3 separate regions of the Sus scrofa genome follow, and all the other regions are linked to region 2. A link is a contact called in public HiChIP or PLAC-seq data. All regions are on one chromosome and are shown on one strand. Each heading gives the region's core, a stretch centred on a gene start, on an enhancer-like site or on the middle of the called end of the contact. The rest is flanking DNA. Distances are from core to core; before and after follow the strand shown.

The links. HiChIP or PLAC-seq counts read pairs in DNA pulled down with a chosen protein or histone mark.
Region 1: an H3K27ac HiChIP or PLAC-seq map of skeletal muscle shows a contact between it and region 2, with 6 times the contacts expected there. The contact joins the promoter of LEMD2 here to the promoter of BAK1 in region 2. A contact is called at or near these places in 2 of 5 promoter capture datasets (fetal skeletal muscle and liver), 11 of 47 Hi-C or Micro-C datasets (embryonic fibroblasts, fetal heart ventricle, heart right ventricle and 6 more) and 2 of 2 datasets of contacts at active chromatin or transcription factors (alveolar macrophages and skeletal muscle).
Region 3: an H3K27ac HiChIP or PLAC-seq map of skeletal muscle shows a contact between it and region 2. The contact joins the promoter of WDR46 here to the promoter of BAK1 in region 2. A contact is called at or near these places in 1 of 5 promoter capture datasets (liver), 5 of 47 Hi-C or Micro-C datasets (alveolar macrophages, blood, liver and 1 more) and 2 of 2 datasets of contacts at active chromatin or transcription factors (alveolar macrophages and skeletal muscle).

Annotation. Positions count from the first base shown.
Region 1 is chr7:29,994,585-29,998,738 of Sscrofa11.1, forward strand. LEMD2 (LEM domain-containing protein 2) reads right to left here and starts at 2,493. Exons shown (of 9, transcript XM_005665892.3): 1 at 1,577-2,493. The coding sequence starts at 2,384.
Region 2 is chr7:29,813,633-29,817,801 of Sscrofa11.1, forward strand. BAK1 (bcl-2 homologous antagonist/killer) reads right to left here and starts at 1,713. Exons shown (of 7, transcript XM_021098603.1): 1 at 1,310-1,713. LOC100156231 (gametogenetin-binding protein 1-like) reads left to right here and starts at 2,418. Exons shown (of 7, transcript XM_005665887.3): 1 at 2,418-3,370; 2 at 3,860-3,975. The coding sequence starts at 2,910. It overlaps LOC102162214 (a long non-coding RNA gene), which reads left to right. Exons shown (of 4, transcript XR_002345648.1): 4 at 1-1,844.
Region 3 is chr7:29,651,118-29,655,579 of Sscrofa11.1, forward strand. WDR46 (WD repeat-containing protein 46) reads right to left here and starts at 2,450. Exons shown (of 15, transcript XM_005665882.3): 1 at 2,063-2,450; 2 at 1,752-1,967; 3 at 1,562-1,642; 4 at 1,319-1,431; 5 at 1,108-1,195; 6 at 911-972; 7 at 537-641; 8 at 265-415; 9 at 13-148. The coding sequence starts at 2,263. It overlaps PFDN6 (prefoldin subunit 6), which reads left to right and starts at 2,562. Exons shown (of 5, transcript NM_001185179.1): 1 at 2,562-2,574; 2 at 2,725-2,870; 3 at 3,067-3,137; 4 at 3,220-3,344; 5 at 3,598-3,828. The coding sequence starts at 2,807. The coding sequence ends at 3,727. It overlaps RGL2 (ral guanine nucleotide dissociation stimulator like 2), which reads right to left. Exons shown (of 19, transcript NM_001184893.1): 19 at 4,413-4,462.

The sequences.
Region 1 (4,154 bases), core at 1,243-3,742, 180 kb after region 2:
GACCACTCTCAAAATTCAGGGAAAGTAAAACATGAGCAATATAACGATGGGGATTAGAAAGATGTCTTTTAAGTAAGGTATTTAAAAAACACAGGCACTAAAATGTAAGGAGGTTGAAGCCCTGGATTAGAATTAGGATGTCTGTGTCCTAATCCCAGGAGTAAAACAGCAAAGGGACCTCAGGCAACGACTCACTTAACCCACCACTCTGAACCTCTGACTCGTCATCGTAACGTGGGCTCACTAAAGCCTTCCTTGCTTCACTCAGACTCAGCCTCACACAAGACAACATTCATGATGGTTCTAGATGTTGTGAACAATGTTACGTTACACAGGCATCGATACCATCATGGGAGAAGTCAGGGCAGAGCCCAGTGTTCACCCAGGAGCTGTGTCTTAGAGCCTCTCGGCAGTGAGGCCATAGCCTGCTTTCCGACATCACCAGCGTACAGTGAGCACTGAAACACGCCTGGGTCTGTCTAATTCCTCCAGCAGGTGGATAAACTGCTCTCAGTCAAGAAATTATTGGGATGTGGGCACAAGTCTGGGACCCCTGCGTCCGCAGACCTACTCATCCATCCAAATATCCACCTGCTGCAACAGCAAAGACAATTTAGCATTTCCCTGCATTTTGGCTGCTCCTGCCAGGCAGGCAAAGAGGGGGCCTGGGCTCAAGGCTGGGAACGGTATTAGTCATGTTCATTCTCTACAAAGACTTGGTGAACTACAGAATCACTTTATGCTCAAATTTGTAAAGAAATCACTTCTATGCTGTTTCTTATTCAACTAGAGCCCGGAATTATGGGAGAAGCAAATTTCCCTTTTAGGAAACACACAAATCCTAAACTATTGGTTAGCATAGAGTACCCCACAGCTTTCTTATTGGTGTGTCTTATCCAGTAAGTGTGGACAGAGGCATGGCTGGGAACACCCTTGAGATGCAGGACTCTCTTTTGGCACACTCCATGAGGGCGCTGCAAACAATGACAGATGCCACCGTGTACATCACTGTAAACTCTTTCAAAGGTTCTTCCACACCTGTCTCATGGGCAGGGCTAGAATAACCTCCTTTTGGCAAATGAGTCCTGTGGTCCAAAGAAGTAGAGCGTGCAGCCTTTCTGGTGCTGCAAAGTGGGGTCCCCAACCAGATCTATCCCTGAGTAGTGACACGTAAGGTGCCTTCCAATGGGCGCTGATGTGTGAATGAGCAAGAAAACAGAAGGGATCAAAGAACTAAGCAGGGACGGGTGGATCTGTTAGAGGGATGTGTTAGAGGGTTGGCTCTGGAGAGGGAAAAGGAAAAGTGACTCCAGAAAGGGTGCTTCCAGCACGTGGTTGAAAGGGAGATTAGTAGGCAGAGCTGGGACAGAAAATGCGAACAGGAGAAAGGTGACAGAAATGACTGCGGATCCAGGGATCCTGGTCACTCCTCCCACGGCTGGAGGAAGGAGAGCCACAGTCTGGAGGTTAACAGGCATCTGACAGGTGTGGGGTGTGCGGCCTGGCGCTGAGGACGGGTCGTCCCGGGGGGCACGCGCGCGACCAGGGCCCTCCCCTGCGCCGGCCAGGGACGTACTGCTGTCTCGCGCCTCCTGCGGCGCCGAGGGCTGGCCCATCTTCACCCAGAGGATGCCCAGAAAGGCGAGCAGCAGCCCCAGGCTGGCCCAGAGCAGCAGCCGCGACAGCCAGCGCTCCAGCCGCCGCCCCACCTCGGGCCGGGCCCGCGCCGCGCCCGTGGGACTCGCTCTCGTCGGTCGCAGGCCCGGGCGCGGGTCGGGGCTGAAGAGGGCGGAGGACGGCCGCGCCGTTGTCGGGGCCGAGGCCCACCAGCGGCGGACTCCGTGGCCCGGGCTCGGCGCCGCCCTATCGGGCGTCCGGGAGTCCTCGTCCTCCTCCGAGCTGCCCCGGGCCGAAGCGCGGCGTCTGAGCGGCGCAGGGCGGGAGGAGTAGGCGAGGCCGCGGCTCCCGGACCAGGAGGGCGGGGAGACCCCGAGGTCGCCATAGGCCCCGGAAGGCGCGTAGGCCGAGCCCGAGGCCGGTGAGGAGAGCCAGGGCTCCGACCGAAGGGAGGCGGCGGCCGGGCGGGCGCGCAGCGGCGCCTCTTCGCGCAGCCGGGCCTCCTCGCGCAGCCGCTCCTCGCCGCGCAGCCGGGCCTCCTCCCGCAGCCGCTCCTCGCCGCGCAGCCGGGCCTCCTCCCGCAGCCGCTCCTCGCCCCGCGCCCGGGCCTCCTCCCGCAGCCGCTCCTCGCCGCGCAGCCGGGCCTCGCCCCGCAGGCGGCGCAGCTTGTTGCGGTAGACGTCCCGGGTGGTGTCGGTGATGGGTCCCGGCTGGAAGCCCAGGGCCTGTAGCTCCCGCCGCAGCTCCAGGTCCGACAGGCCGGCCATGGCCAGGACACCGCCCCCTGCCCGGCCCCGGCGCTCACAGCACCGCACCCGGAACTGTTCCCGCCGGCGGCCGCGGCGGAGCGGGCGGGGCCCCGCGCCATGATGGGAAGGGCGGTGTTTCCGCCATGTTTGGAAGGTCTGCGCCTGCCCAGTGGGCCGTCCATGACGCGACCAGACCCCGCCTCCGAGACGCCATGTTGAGAAGGTCTGCGCCTGCCTAATTGGCGAACCGGGAAGGGGAGGCCAGACTCCGCCTCTAAGGTCGCCATGTTGGGGAGGTCTGAGTGTTTGGAAGGGTTTTGTTTTTGTTTTCCTCTTTTATTCCTCACTTTGCCCAGTCCTTCTCCTCTGTAAGACCAAGTGATCTTTATCTCTGAATCCTCCGTCCCTTGCGCAGTCCCTTTCCATAGTACTTATTGAGTAATAAGTCACGTTGTTTTAACGGATGAATTACTTGATGCAGAGAGTGGCTTGCAAAATCCCTTGCTCCGGTTGTCTGGGGACCAGCGCGCTCAGGGAGGGGTTCTGGGTCGGGGAGTGGACCCCAGCTGTGCTCACGCCTCGCAAAGCCCCGGCGTTGCGGGCCCCGCCCTCAGCCAGGGACGTCCCATCGTGGGCAGAGGAGCAGTGTGCCCCTGGGAGGAGGCCGCGTGGCCAGCGGTGGGGTTTTCAAAGGAGAGAAGTGTAGAGTTAAGAGTTCTCGCTCCCAGCTGCACCATTAGACGTGCGTTCGTATCCAGTTGACATTTCCAGCCTCCAGGAGGCAAGGATGAGGAGAGGTGATATGTTCTCGGAACGTGGCTGGCACGTGTGCCCGGGTGTTTACACTTGACACTGGTGCCGCGTGGAGCCTGCGCTGTGTGCTTCCCGAGGCTCTCGGCAGAGAAGCCGCTGCAGCTGCGGGAGTCATGGGGCGTGATGACAAATGGAATAAGGCTATGTGTCGTGGGCTTCCTTCTGCCTCCGCATTCCTCATCGCATTCCTCATCGACTGCCTTTCTCAAACACTTACTGTCGGCCTCAAGGGTTCCATTCCATTTCTACCTCCAGTGCAGGTCGCTCCTTCCCGCAATCTCCCCGCCTCCCCTACCGTCCCTTTGAACCCGTCCTGGGCAAGGTCTCTGCCAGCGTTTGCATTCCCGCCCCTTGCTCTATCGGCGCATTTATCACTGGCCACCTTGCGGGTAAAATTACAGCCTGGGCTTGGTCAGCCTCCCGAGGTAGCCTCCCCATCACCCCTGACTTAGCTGCTCCCATGTGGTGCGATTTCTCTCACCAAGTGTTGTTTTCTTTTTCTCTGCCAGTGTTTGCACGGAATGCCATGAATTTGATATAGTGATTGCCTAACACATATACCACATAATAGTATTTTATTTCTTTCTGAAGCACTGTTTGCATGACAAATGGGTTGGTAACATTTGTGCAACTCCTTGCAGCTGTGCAGTTCAATATATAAAGAATGAGCCTTTCAGCATCAATACCGGCCCTGTGAATTCTAAGAGGGCTTGAAACTGATGCTTAAACAGACTTCACCTTGCAGCATTTGGCAGAGTTATGGTCTATTTCAATGCAGTGGGTTTGGGGCGATTTAAAAACATACTGAATAGAACCCACCCCCAGGGGTCCCCAGTGTGGGTTTTGTCAGTCTTCCTTGGGTTTGGGGGTCTGGGCTGCTGTACACACCAAGCCCCAAGTGACCCCCCAGCCTTCCCCCAGCCCCACCCAGCCCTGTTGTTGTGGCTCCAGCCTAGAACCCATCCAGTGCAGTGC
Region 2 (4,169 bases), core at 463-2,962:
AAGTCAGTGCCAAGGCCACGTGCTAGTCCAGGAGTCCGGTTGGTTGTCTGAGCTTCCAGGAGCCCATCCTCCACTCAACACTCGTTTCGGAACCCCCTGAGCAAGGCCAGGGATCGAACCCGTGTCCTGACGGATAGTAGTCGGGTTCATTAACCGCTAAACCATGACGGGAACTCCTCGGATTTATTTCCCAGTTTATGGACCTCAGAGAGTGTCCTTTCCAAGGCAGCTTCCCCGTTTGCCTGTGCTCTTCCCACTCCCTTCTCACGGGGAGTTGAGAAAACTACATGCACCCCTTGCCCTTGGGTCTCCAGCCCCTACTCTCCTTTTTCACCCAGTTCTGGCTGCTGCCTGGGCTGCTCTGTAAACCCTCTGCAGAGGGAGTATTTCCTGGACATGAGCTGTTTCACTTTCAGTTTGCACCCCTTCACTTCCCTCCACCCCAAAGCTGCCTCCATCACCCAGGCAGAGGTCCCTCCTCCCGCCCCAGGGAGGCCCCTCCCTACCCTGGGCCAGCTCCCTGGGAGGACCAGTCAGTGCACCCTCCCCGCCCACCCCTCCCTCTCAGGCCTGGGGCTACTTTCGAAAGCAGCAGAAAGAAGGGTGGGGACGGTCCGGACCACCTGTGCCTCCCCTCCTCCACCCAGTGCCACCTGGGGAAGACCGACCTTGGCCTGGCATGCACCCATCCCAGCAGCCTCCTCCTGAACAAGGTGCCCTTCTGGCTCCCTTGGTGCCCCCAGGACTGCAGGGCTGGAGGATGCTGACAGCACCCCTGCCACCCTCGGGCTCAGAGCTGGGGAGAAGTTGGCGCCTCAGAGCAGCCCCAAGGCCCCAGGCCTTGCTGATCTGGGTCTACCCCTGCCCCCTCCAAGCACCTGACTTCCTGGTACTCTGAGTTCCCCACTTGTGGGGTCTGCCCAGGGGAGGAGGGTGGCCAGGATGCTTCCCCAGGGGAGGTGCCTGACTCTAGACCGCTCTTAGGTCTCCTGGGGCAGCAGGGAGGCTGTAAGTTCTCCCCGTGCCCTTGACCTTGGCTCTGACCTCCCCCCCCATCCCCCAGACTGCTAAAGAGCCTGGTTCTTTGACACCCGATTCTCGGGCCCCTAGGGCCAGGGTGAGAGGGGAAGCTGCCTGAGGGGTGGCCAGAGGGAGCCCCGGGTGGATCAGGCCCCGAACAGGGCTCGGTGGAGTCCCGGGGGTTGGGGGGAGCCTGAGGCCTTCCCCCCCCAGCCCCCTGCCTCCCTCACCTACCCCCGGCCCGGAGCTCCCAGGCGTGGGGAGCACAGGCGGGACCCTCCCGGCTTACCTGCCCAGACCCTGGCCCAGGCCTGGGTTGGCTCAGCAGGGCGGAGGCCGGTGATCCCAGTGGCCAGTGGCCACTCCCAGGGTAAGGTACCCAGGCTCGGCCTCCAGAGACGGGCGCCAGTGAGTTCCTGGTGTCAGGATGCAGCCTGGGCTGGTCCCAGCGCGGCCTTCGGGACCCGCGAGGCTTTGGCGATCATAGAGGTGCCGGCGGCTCCCGCTCCAATCAGCTCCCTCTAGAGGAAGTTGCTCTGCGGCCGCCGGATGCAGCCGCTGAAGCCTGCAGCACGGGGCTGGGGCTGGGCTCAGGGCGGAGAGCGCGGCTCCCACCCCTGCCGAGTGTCCCCACCCACGGCTTTTCCCACCCGGGTTCCCTGTCCTCCTCCTTGATCTTGCCCCACTTCTGTCCGTCGGTATCAGCAAGAAAGCCAGGCTGGTGAGGTTTGTGAAGCCCTGCTGTGTGCTGGGCACTTTATTTTTTTATTTTTTTTTATTTTTTTTTCGTCTTTTTGCTATTTCTTGGGCCGCTCCCACGGCATATGGAGGTTCCCAGGCTAGGGGTCCAATCGGAGCTGTAGCCACTGGCCTAGGACAGAGCCACAGCAACACGGGATCCAAGCCGCGTCTGCAACCTACACCACAGGTCACGGCAATGCCGGATCCTTAACCTACTGAGCAAGGGCAGGGATCAAACCCACAACCTCATGGTTCCTAGTCGGATTCGTTAACCACTGCGCCACGACGGGAACTCCAGTGCTGGGCACTTTAAACCATCCTCACTGAACAGTCTCAACCACCCTTGGAAGTAGGTGCGGTGACCACATCCATTTTACAGATGAACGAACTGGGACTCGGCTGCTTTAAGGAACCTCCGCCAAGGTCACTGAGCGGGGTTTATAATCAGACATGTAAGTGCCATGGGCATAATAAGATGAAATTGAGATTCCACGGAGTTCCCATTGTGGCTCAGCAGGTTAAGAACCCGACTAGTATCCATGAGTATGTGGGTTTGATCCCTGGCCTTGCTCAGTGGGCTAAGGATCCTGCATTGCTGGGGCTGTGGCATAGGCCAGCAGCTGCAGCTCCGATTCAACCCCTAGCCTGGGAACCTCCATGTGCCACAGGTACGGCCCTAAAAAAAAAAAAAAAAAAAAAAAAAAGATTGAAGTTCCACGTACAGTTGAGGCCTGTGTACCAAGCTCCTCGATGGCTGCAGAGGTAGAAACCCTGCAGGTGATAGGCAGGTAGACGTGGACATGCAGAGGGCCGATGAGACTGGTTGTGAAGGGAGGGGTGGGAGGACACACACTCCCACCCTCCTGGACCAGCAGCCACAGCCAGAGGAGGACAGGCTGTGGGGAGAGCTGTGTGCCCCATTCTCAGAGTTGGGGTCCCCACCTCTGCGTCTCCTGGAGCCTCGCCAACCCCCACCCTCGGGGTGCTGCATTGACACCCCCACCCCCACCCCCGGGCACACTCTGCCCCCACCCCCAACCCGCCTTCGCCTTCTAGAACTCTGGGAAGTTTCCAACCCCCTCTGTTCTTAAGCAGTTGGTCCCAGTAGCTGCTGCGGCCCTTCCCTCTTGAGTCAGGTCCCCTTCAGGATGGAGGCCCCAGCCCCAACCCCTCGGGCCCATAATCTGGGCCGCTCGTCCATGTTCCGCCTTTTCCGTAGCCTGGTGGGGGGCAAGGGCAGCCCAGAGAGCTCAGACCAGGCCCTGGTGGGGGGTCAGCCGTGCCCCTTGCAAGAGCAGGACGCCACCCCCCTGATGACTGGCTGTCACGGAGCAGCGGGGCAGAAGGAATCCTGGCCACCTGCCTCGCTGCCCTGTACCCTCGCTGTGGCCCTGCCACGAACTAGTCCCTCGGGGCTGGAGCTAGGGGATGCGGGGGCCCAGACCCCCACCCCTGTGCAGGTCCTGAGGGTGGTGGCCCGGGGTGTAGAAGTAAGGTCAGATCCACGCAGAGGAGGCCAGGAGGCGCTGGGCAGCCTGTCTGAGATGGACGAAAGGGAAGAGGAGGAGGTGGCAGGCGCGGCCTTGGGGGACACGGGGACCTCAGACAGGTGAGAGGTGGGCTCTGGGCAGCAGGGACCTGGGAGCCTCCTGGAAGGCAGAAGGGAGGGTGTGGGCCTGAGCTGGGAGGGTCCGAATGGGAGAAGGACTGGAGAGGTGGGGGTGGGGAAGCAGACTGGGTCCTCCACCAGTGAGGGCTTGGGGATGGAGGTCCCCAAAGGACAGGAGGACAGGCCGGGCCCTGGGAAGGGTGTGTGTAGGGTGAGCAGGGTCCCAGTGCTCCCCAGCTCCTTTATGGGCCCCCTTCCCTGTCTCCCCTCCCCCTTCTTCTGGTTTCCAAGTTCACTTGGACTTGGCGCCCCTCCCTTTACTTTGGGGGAGCATCGTCATCTCTCTGATGGACCCCAGAGGGCTGTGCAGGAGGGGGGAGTAGGCTAAGTGGGGCCTGTGGGAGAACCTTGGGGTGGGGGGTTAGGGGGGCTTCCACCGCATCTCTGGGCTGCACCTGCCACTTCCACCTGACTGTGCTTTGGGATCAGGGGCCGCTTTGCCCAAGCCTTGGAGGTGGATCAAGGATGCCTGCAGAGGGCTGCGGGGCCACTGGAGGTCAGCCCCAAGGCCTTGGCCAGAGAGGAGGAGGAGTGTCTGCTTGACGGTGAGTGTGGCGGCCACAGGCAGGGGAGGTACCAGACATGGACAGAATTGACTCCTCTGGGCACAGGGCCCAGAAGGGCAGGAGCAATCTGAGGGAAGGCCAGAGGAAGGCGGCCTGGGTCTGAGTCCCAGCGCCACTAGGCCAAGCTGTGTGATGGCAGCAAGTCGCTCAGCTTTTCTGTGCCTCAGTTTCCT
Region 3 (4,462 bases), core at 1,200-3,699, 160 kb before region 2:
CCAAGGACCGACCGTTGCTGTGTCCGAGGTGGACGATGGCATTGTAAGGGTTCTGGGTCATGACGTCGAGCCGTCCAGCCCGGGCGTTCAGAGCTGCCACGATCTTGCCCACTGACACGTCCAAGTAGGTCAGAAACCCTGTCTCTGACTGAGAGAGAAAGGATGAGTCCCAGCTGCCCACTGGGCTCCCTCTACTGGGTCCCAGGGGAGGATCAGTCTTCATGGGGGGCTGCCACCCCGGCCCTGTGCTCCACAGCCACTCACAGCCGTGGCCAGGAGGAAGTGGAAGGGCAGGAACTCAAGCCGGGTGATGCGGTCACAGCGGCGGACGCAATGGAGCTCGATGCCCTGGTTGTCGTAAATGTGAAGCCAACGGTTCTGAGCAACAGCAAGCAGTGCCTCTGAGTGCAGAAACCTAGGAGGAGCAGGAGTGGTGGGGGTGACAGAGAGTCACTGGCAGTCACTCAGTCGGGGATGGGCTGTCTCACCACCCACCGCCGCCGCCATCACCACCACCACCACCAGAGCCCACGGACCGGATGTCCCGCACCGCCTCCATGACGTTGATCTCGCACATAAGCTTCTTTGTCACCCAGTCGAGGGCGGCCACATGACCCCGTCGCCCTCCCAAAGCCAGGTGCCTGTTGGAGGTGGAGGACAGGCAGGGTGTCAGTACAGGGAGCACCCTGCCTCTGAGGTCTGCCCTCACCAGCTTCCCTCCACGCTCACCCTCACACGCGAGCAGGTCACAAGAGTCTCCCACATCAACAGCCCAAATGTACGCTCATGTATGTACACATAGGTATATACACACCCAAACATGCACACAACGCGTCAGGGGTGGGCAAGGCTGCAGCAATGAAGGAGACTCAACCACACCCTAGTTCAAATCACTGGAAGTCAACCTTACCTCCCTGTTCGAGAGTAATTCAGCCTGTAGGGTCCAAACTGCCTCAAGTTCAAGTCAAAGTGCTGGAAAAGGGAATAGCGGAGAAAAAAAGAAAGAAAAAAATTGGGTCCCTTCAGTAATATTTTCTTCTAGCCCCACTTCCATCCTGCTCTGCACCCCAGTCAGCCCGCTGGATCCTTTTACACCCTCAGGCTCACCTTGGCTGCACTTGCAATATCCACAGCCTCTGCGATGTCAGCCTGGCGTATCCTTGCTGTGTCCTCCCCATCCTCACCTTCCAGAAACCTGCCAGTGAATGTCAGGGTTGCATTCAGCTTTCCGATGTGAAGTCAGTGTATCAACATAAAAGTGAGAAATGAGAGCCTCATAAACCAGGAGCTGGGGAGGCCCACATTACGGTCCACTTACCCAGGTTCCTCAGCCAGCAGCAGCTCAGAACGAGCAGCTTTGACGCTTATTTCCTCTTCCTCAGCTTCAGCAGCATCAAGCCGGCTTTGGGCTTTGGACTTGGAACGGGGCAGCTACAATCATTGGTGGGAGAGGAATGGGCGAGTATGGGGGTTACAGGAGAGCCACCTGACCGCGCCTCCATCCAGCTCACCCAGACACTCCCTGCCTGCAACTCCTCCCCACTCTCCGACCGGTTCTCACCTTTTTGGATTTGTCGATGCGACGGAACTTTCGAACTACCTCCACAGGGACAGGGGCGGGGCCTGCAAACGGGTCCTGGGCCTGGGACAGGAATGGGGCAATTAGTAAACAGGCTCGGGTTGATCCCAACTCTCGTACCCTCAAAGCACGAGGAGACTTGCCTCGCCACCGTATAAGGTCCCAGGCTCACCCCAGACAAGCTCCGCTGAGGGCCTGGACTCCTCCATTCTTGGGATTTCTTTGGGACCTGGGGCTTCTTGGGGAACCGAGACTTCTTTTGGATGGGAGCGTTCTTTGGCTTCTGAGGGCGGGCCTCTCGATTCTTCTTCTGTTTACGAGGGGGACCCGGAGAGGCTCCGGCAGCTGTCGGAGCGGTCTCTTCCTCCCAGTATCGCCGAGGTTTCTGCTGGCAGATCAGGACCCCTGATATTCCGCTGCCTCCTCCCCGCCCCTCCAACCCCTCAGCCAAAAACTTTCCTTTCAACCCAAGGAGGTCTCTACCTTTCTCTTGGCCTGAAGTCTGTCCTTCTTGGGCGGGACATCACTGCCAGGCTTGGGGGCTGTCTCCATCAAGCCCACCCGAACCGCGACACACGTGCAAACTCCTCTCAGCTGTCCCACAGTCGGATTGAAAACTCCCGGAAGTCTTCCGGCCCTCATCCAATCAGCTCCGCCCCAGGTTCGAAGCCCTCGAGGCGCCATCTTGGGTGAGGGCGCTCTCTCCAGTGAGGTGGGGGGCAGACCTTGGCCCCGCCCCCGTGAGGCAGTTTATGCTTGAGTAATGAAAGAGAGGTGGTCCGGAGCCAGGACTCAAGTTGACTGTGCAGTTCCTTTTTCCAGCTTCGTTTCCGCATGTTGCCTAGAACGTTCCGAGTCCAGCCTTTTAGAAAAACGCCACTCGTCTAACAAGTGAGAACTACAGTTCCCGGCATGCGTCAGACGAGAGCTTCCGGCGCCGTCTCTTCCCAGCATTCTCTGTTTACTTCCGGGTTCACCAACACTGAAAGAAGAACGTGAGTAGATAGAGCAGGCGTTCGGTTGAGGGCTCTGGGGTCTCTTTTCCCCCGCTGCCGCCTAGAGCAGGGGTGGAGTCGATATCTCGGACGGGGGGAGACTGCGGTGCCCCGAGGGGCTGCTTCTCAAGAGGGCTGTCATTTCCGCAGGCCGGAAAGGGGAGCTCGGGTACCTTCCAGAGTGTGCAACCCAGCGCCCCTCTCCCTCTTCCCGCGGAGTTTCGTCCTCGCCATGGCTGAGCTGATCCAGAAGAAGCTACAGGGAGAAGTGGAGAAATATCAACAGCTACAGAAGGGTAGGGGAACGGGGTTGTCCCGGTTCTCTCACTACCCGAAGCCTTACAAGATGCGTCCTGCCCCTCTCCATCCCACCCGTGCCCCTTCCCCACCTCCATGGTGTTCCCGTCCTTGTCGCTCCATTTCTCACCAGGACGGTAGGGATTGGGTGGCATATCTGATGTCTTTAATCAAGTCTTCCCTCCCACCCGCCAGACTTGAGTAAGTCCATGTCAGGGAGGCAGAAACTAGAAGCACAACTAACAGAAAATAATATCGTGAAGGAGGTGAGAGCACAGGATTTGTGGGGCGAGGAGGGAACTTGTCCTGGCAATGTTTCTGATCACAGATGTCCTGCCCCTCCATCAGGAACTGGCCCTGCTGGATGGATCCAACGTGGTCTTTAAACTTCTGGGTCCCGTGCTGGTCAAACAGGAGCTGGGAGAGGCTCGAGCCACAGTGGGGAAAAGGCTGGACTACATCACAGCTGAAATGTGAGTCTTTGTTCCAGCACCTTCTGACAGACATGCCACGGTGGAAGACGTGTTGAGAAAGCCTTGTAGAGTAGCTTCCAGAGCTGTTCCCACCACCACCACCACCCAGTTCCTCCAGCCGCTTTCCTTTTAACCCCTCTTCTCCTCCCTCCCTTGGATCTCACGTTCCCCACCAATCTCCTTCCTGCCTTCAGCATCCTCAGCAGTAAGTCTCATTAAGACCTCACCGTTTTTGGTGTTCTGTCTTCCTCAGTAAGCGATACGAATCCCAACTCCGGGAACTGGAGCGCCAGTCAGAGCAACAGAGGGAGACCCTGGCTCAGCTGCAGCAGGAGTTCCAGCGGGCCCAGGCAGCCAAGGCAGGGGCTCCTGGGAAGGCCTGACCCTGTGGAGGGGGGAGGGAGGGGGTGGGAATGAGGCAGCTCAAGGGTCTCTACTGTAGTGAATAAAATGTGAAAACACCTGGCTGTTTTCTCACCAGCCACTTCTGTTGTAATCATCTCCACCTTTTCCCCTGGTCCCTTCTCCCCTTATATGTTTATCGCTTCTGTGACTCCCTCAGGTCCAGACTCTTGCAACTGGGCACTCTGAGGCCGAGTAAGCCTTCTTTATTGAGACTGAAATATGAAATATCTCAAATCTCATTTTTCCTGTATATGCAGCCCTTAGGTCTCCATTATCCTGGTTGGAAACATGAGAAGGGCATTTGCAATGCAGTGGTTTTGGGTAAAGTGAGTTTAATTGAACTCAGAATTTTCTAAGCTGTGACCCCAGAATGAAACATGGGGACCCTCCCTGCTGATTTCCCATCATCTTCAAAATAGCCCTGGCATCCCTCTAATTCGTTTTAGTCTTTTTTTCTTAGAATTTGCTTGAATGTAGCTTAAACTGATTTAAAATCTCAACACCTAACGCTCTGATATCATACGTCCTCCATGTTTATACGTTGTCCACAATGTTGTTCTTCCGTTTCTTTGTCCTCAAATTGTTTCTTACACATTCACAGGTGTGGGGGTTTTTGCACGGATCACTTTAATCAGGTGGCTAGAACTTGACAAGGTTTTGTAACAGCTGAGGAGAAAAGTTTAAGAGCAAATAAAGGGATGGAGAGGTTGCCA